Linked DNA regions of Danio rerio: region 1 is linked to region 2. Evidence: chromatin contacts called from public Hi-C data. All regions are on one chromosome and are shown on one strand. Each heading gives the region's core, a stretch centred on a gene start, on an enhancer-like site or on the middle of the called end of the contact. The rest is flanking DNA. Distances are from core to core; before and after follow the strand shown. Region 1 has its middle 170 kb from the start of ppm1db. Region 2 holds the start of tbx2a (T-box transcription factor 2a).

Region 1 (2,700 bases), core at 187-2,686, 230 kb before region 2:
TTGTTAATGATTTATTACTAATTTAATAGGTATAGTTATAAATCATTACATACAGTTAACAAACCATTTAAAACTTAACTAACAGATTGCTAGTTGTCTATTGGCTATCTATAAGGCACAGTTATAAATAATTAACAAACTATTAACTATTATTTAACAAGTCATTTATAACCCATTAACTAACAGATCTATTAACTAGCTATAATGAATAGTTACTCTAAAGTGTTACCTGTTTGTTTTGTTTATATAACTGCTATTTTCATTTATAGTGCTTTATTTTCACATTAACATTTAATATCTCTTGTTATGAACATTATGAACAGCAGCTATGCAAAATTTTTTAAATTTCTCTATTTTAACCTGGGGATGCTCATTCCAAGGCCTCTTGAAACTGTGCAGCGGCAGTGATGAGATTCAAGACCTGAGAAGAGATGATGCCAACCATTGAGGATTTCGAGCACAACACATACTGCACACTTAATAGACTTCATAAAACATGCACACATAGACATCACGTATATGCTATAATATTAAGGGGAATTCTTATGAACTTATATTTTATTGTAACTTTTACTGAATTTGGTTGTAATGCAATAATGTACACCTTTTGTAAAGCTGATTTGAAACAATAATTATTGTAAAAGTGCTATTCAGTGCAGTAGGTAGTGCTGTCGCCTCACAAGAAAGTCGCTGGGTTGTTGGTTCGAGCCTCGGCTCAGTTGGCGTTTCTGTGTGGAGTTTGCATGTTCTCCCTGAGTTCACGTGGGTTTCCTCCGGGTGCTCCGGTTTCCCCCACAGTCCAAAGACATGCGGTACAGGTGAATTGGGTAGGCTAAAATGTCCGTAGGTTATGAGTCTGTGTGTAATATGTGTGGATGATTCCCAGAGATGGGTTGCGGCTGGAAGGGCATCTGCTGTGTAAAAATTTGCTGGATAAGTTGGCGGTTCATTCCGCTGTGGCGACCCTGGATTAATAAAAGAACTAAGCCGACAAGAAAATGATTGAATGAATGAATGAATGAATGAATGAATGAATGAGTATAATGAATAGATACACTGACTACAGTATAAAACACACTGGAGCAGGGACTTTATTCGCAAATTAGAAAAAGAAGAAATAAAGGGTCAATTTAGGCCTGAAAACACCCCAAATTAACAAAATAGTGAGAAAAAATAAAGAAGGAAATAAAGAAGCTGAAGAAAACTTTAATGAACAAGGGGAAACGCTTTAATGATTTATCCGCCCTCAGCTCTGTGATCTCCGGTATTTACACAAGGCAGTGGCATTTTGAATGAGCTGCGCTTGTGTCAAATTGCCAAGACAAAATAAAATGTCAGGCTCGCATGTGTTTCTGATAAAGCATGTACAGTACACGTCAAGGTAGAGGCCAGCTATTTTACATGCTTCAGCTATGTAACGTGTAGTTATGTTTCTGTTTTGTAGCTCTGTAGACAGGGAGGGAGAAGGATGGCGTCGAAAATGACTCTGTCAGTTAAGTCTGGCTTTTCCTCAAGTGAAAATATGGTTTCATTTTCCGCAACTATCGGACAGTCACGTCCTCCATATGTCCACATTAGATTCAGTCTATCAAACTCTTCGCACTGAAGACACAGAGGGAGATTTGTAGGGCTGTGTTACTCTCGATTCAGCCGAGAGGAGATTTGTGAGGTCGAACTGTCTTAGTGTGTTTACGTTTTGGCACTGAATGCAGATATTGCACGTCTTACATGCCTTGTAGCCCATGTCCGCTCCACCCATATCTTAATTGGACACAAAACAACGCTTTAACTGGACCGTCTCCCATGGGACATTCTAGCAGCCAAACACTCTATGTGAATCTGCTTAGACATTAAAATCAGCTGGAAAAAATCTGCTAAATAAGCGAAGGACGTGTACGCGCCAGAGCCCAAACTAACATTTCTCACTGTCAATGAATAATTTAAAATCATTGGTGGATATAGGGGGCTTTAAAAAAAGCTACAGAATGACTTGCAGTTGTTTTGATTTCTACAGCTTTTGACAAGCGAAACAATGATCAAAAACAATTTTTGCATAAGAGTTATGTCATATTTTTGGTTTATTTATACATTCTGTTGACTATAAGGAACTACATGTTCTTAATAAATAAATAAATAAATAAATAAATAAATAAATAAATAAATAAATAAATAAATAAATAAATAAATAAATAAAGTATTATTTATCTACCAATTTAGAAGTTGGTAGAAGCTGACAAGTTATAAGCAAAGATTATAGTATACACATGACATTTCACTCATATAGTTTTAAATGGGGAACAGTGTAAAAGTCAATATGGTGAATGAAGGCCTGACTACTAAAATACTGTAGGAGCAAATCATCAATTGCTATAGACTGATGATTCTCCAGGGGAGAAATTCAGACCAGACATGTAGCAAATATTTGCTTCAAAGACATAAGAAATATATCAACATAAAGATTGAAATGTCTATTTTTAATTGAACCAAGTGTTCTTGAAAACAAAAGTTATTTTGTTTTGTAATCAACATGATACACACGCATGGTACAGTCCATCCTGTCAAATGCACAACACAAGACCATTACTACTGAAACACCCACCAACTTTTAAACAAGTCATTGTCATTTCTGGAGGAGACTCGCCATCAATACCAAGTTGTGGATTACTTCAGAAGAGCAGCGCGATCTGACGATCATTATCC
Region 2 (2,700 bases), core at 135-2,634:
TAAGTCGGAAGCAACCTATGTCCCCCTCTCTCTCTCAGGAAAGTTCTGTTGTTTTGGGTTCTTCAGTAAGTCATTTCTGAAGTCCACCGTAAGCATTTCAGAGAATGAAATGAGTTCACTGAAAGAAACAACGTGTATTTCCTGTTGACATTGTGCAAGATTCCAAATCTGAGAAAAACGTGTGGAATTAATACCAATCCTAACTGTTTTGCGTCCTTTTTTATCAAAGTAGCCTAACTGATCAGACATCTATTCAAAACACCAGACAAATCTTCCATATGTTGGCTTTCACTAGGGTGATTAATTGTTGAAAGCGGAAATAGATTGGCAGAAGAAGAAAAAAAAACTTTCGTTGGATTTTTTTCAACATGTAGACTAAGCAATGGAGAACATTGAGTGGATCGGTGAACGCTGTTTGAGAATTTGGGGGTAAATATGAATTGACAGGGGTAGGTTCTTATTGTGGGACTCCAGCAGACTGGCGCCAAGCGCTCTTTAACAAACGGAGTCCCACTTAATCAAGAATCTGTTGACGAGCCTCTTAAAGGTACACGACTGTTTGTGGAGCTTTAAAGCTGAGATTGTTACTCTGCTGTACCCTGTCGGCCGATTTTACAAACAGTGAATAGCTCTGTAAAATGAAAAAAGATGAATATACAATTATTTGCTACAATAAAATACACAATGTCTCTATCAAGGATCGATTCATCGATAGTTTGTTGCAGGCGTATATTGGAAAAAAGGCTATGTGACAGCTCGTTATTCCCTCTAAATTCTTTATTTTCGCTTTTAAATGCGCCCTGCTTTTACGAGTATCCCACATCCTGAAACCAATGTACGGAAGATCGCTAGGGTAAAAAATAGGCGAATATAGTACTGTAAAATATTACATTCGGTCGGTTTAAGGTCTTCGTAAACACAAATAACTGCATTTGTTGTCTAGAATTATTTTGTTATCCGTGAAATGTGGGTTGCTGCTATATATTTCCAAAATGTTTAAAACAGCGACACTAAATCGACATTAAATATTTTTTGTATGTTAGTCACATACAACTTTAAATGCATTTTCTAAAAGTTTAGCATTGGAGCTTACAGAAAGCACACGGTTCTTATACTGGTGAAACACAAGCCGGGAGAAGCACTCTCTTACACGGCTGCCTACAGCCAGATGACCGTTCTTCAGTTAGGTTATGCGGGGGTGGGGTTTCCAGATCCTTACTCTGTCATTGGTTAATATTTTATTCTGTTGACATGTTTTCTTACTGCAAATGCTTCCGACACCTTCCAGTCAACCCCCCTTCCACGATCTTGGCTGGAGCTGTCAAAACCACGCCTATGAAGCTCTACAATTGGTCCAGAATGCGTAAAATCGGCAATCAAGACGGTCTGGTTCATTAGTGCGGAGATCCAGTGAGAAGGGGCATGTAAGACAGACACAGTTACACAGTGGTCAGGGAAGAACCTCCAATTCTTCAACAGTGCTCGTGACTTACGCATCCTTGATTTTGGGGCTGCTTTAAATCTTGAGACTATTGCAGCAGGAAAACTGTAAATCTGAACCGAAGTGTCAATATTGCTCTTTTGAAGGATATTATCACTGTGCTGCAACTGGACATACTCAAATGGTAGTGACATTTCCTACCAGTCCTCTTCAACTACTGTGAAATCAACACTGGCTTTCAGTGGCAAGAGAGCGACAGTCAGTCGGACTTACGAGTTGTTTTTACAGGCGCAATTCTTTTTTTAGAATATTATACATTCATCTGGCTTTTTGGATGCACCGATGAGAGATCCAGTTTTCACAGCGAACGCTATGGCTTATCACCCTTTTCACGCGCACAGGCCGGCCGACTTTCCCATGTCAGCTTTCCTTGCGGCGGCTCAACCTTCGTTCTTTCCAGCGCTCACTTTACCACCGGGTCTCAGTAAACCGCTGGCGGATCATGCGCTCTCCGGTGCGGCTGAAGCTGGTTTACACGCGGCGCTTGGACATCACCACCAGGCGGCTCATCTGCGCTCTTTCAAGGGTCTCGAGCCAGAGGAGGATGTTGAGGACGATCCTAAAGTTACATTAGAAGCTAAGGAGCTTTGGGATCAATTCCACAAAATTGGAACAGAAATGGTCATCACTAAATCAGGAAGGTAAGGTCTTTACATTATTTAACCTATTGAATGCTGCATAGGGTGATGTTATTATATTACTCTGCGAAGAGTTGGGTCTATTTTATCGTAAAATATACTTTACATTATAAAATATTGCTCGGTTAAAATTCAGATGTACTGGATGCTGACATAGCATCGAAGCCTCTTAAGAGAGTAGACTAAGAATTGTTCCACATAGCATATATTCATGACAGTATTCAAATAAAATTTATATGCGATCTATTAGGCTATTAAATAAAAACACTAATATATAAATAGACTAATGTTTCTGAACCAATGTAACCAAAATCTTTCTGTAAACGATGGGAACGTGTTTAAGTGAAAATAAACAACAACTATTAGCTGGTAGGCTACATTTTATTAATTTATAAATTTATTTCGATATTTTATCGACAAGCATGTCTAAATAACAAGTCTACATGAATTATAAAGATGTAAAAAATTCTTTTAACTTTGTAAATATAGTCGGTAAATGTTTATATAAACAATAAATAGCCATGTTTTGCCCTTTGCCAAACAAGCAAAACATTGGCTATT

Evidence for each region. Hi-C and Micro-C count contacts between places; a contact is called where the count stands out from the background.
Region 1: a contact with region 2 is called in a Hi-C map of an unstated tissue, with 1.9 times the contacts expected there. The contact joins the enhancer-like site here to the promoter of tbx2a in region 2. A contact is called at or near these places in 1 of 18 Hi-C or Micro-C datasets (an unstated tissue) and 1 of 4 datasets of contacts at active chromatin or transcription factors (embryo).

What each region holds. Positions count from the first base shown.
Region 1 is chr5:62,076,642-62,079,341 of GRCz12tu, reverse strand. No RefSeq gene overlaps it. Among named protein-coding and RNA genes, the nearest start is that of ppm1db, 170 kb to the left of the region's middle. Within about 2 kb of position 1,436, at least 3 of the 62 cell types and tissues checked have an H3K27ac peak or open chromatin away from gene starts, as enhancers often do.
Region 2 is chr5:61,844,522-61,847,221 of GRCz12tu, reverse strand. tbx2a (T-box transcription factor 2a) reads left to right here and starts at 1,384. Exons shown (of 7, transcript NM_001102384.1): 1 at 1,384-2,142. The coding sequence starts at 1,784. LOC141385627 (a long non-coding RNA gene) reads right to left here. Exons shown (of 3, transcript XR_012406395.1): 3 at 1-118.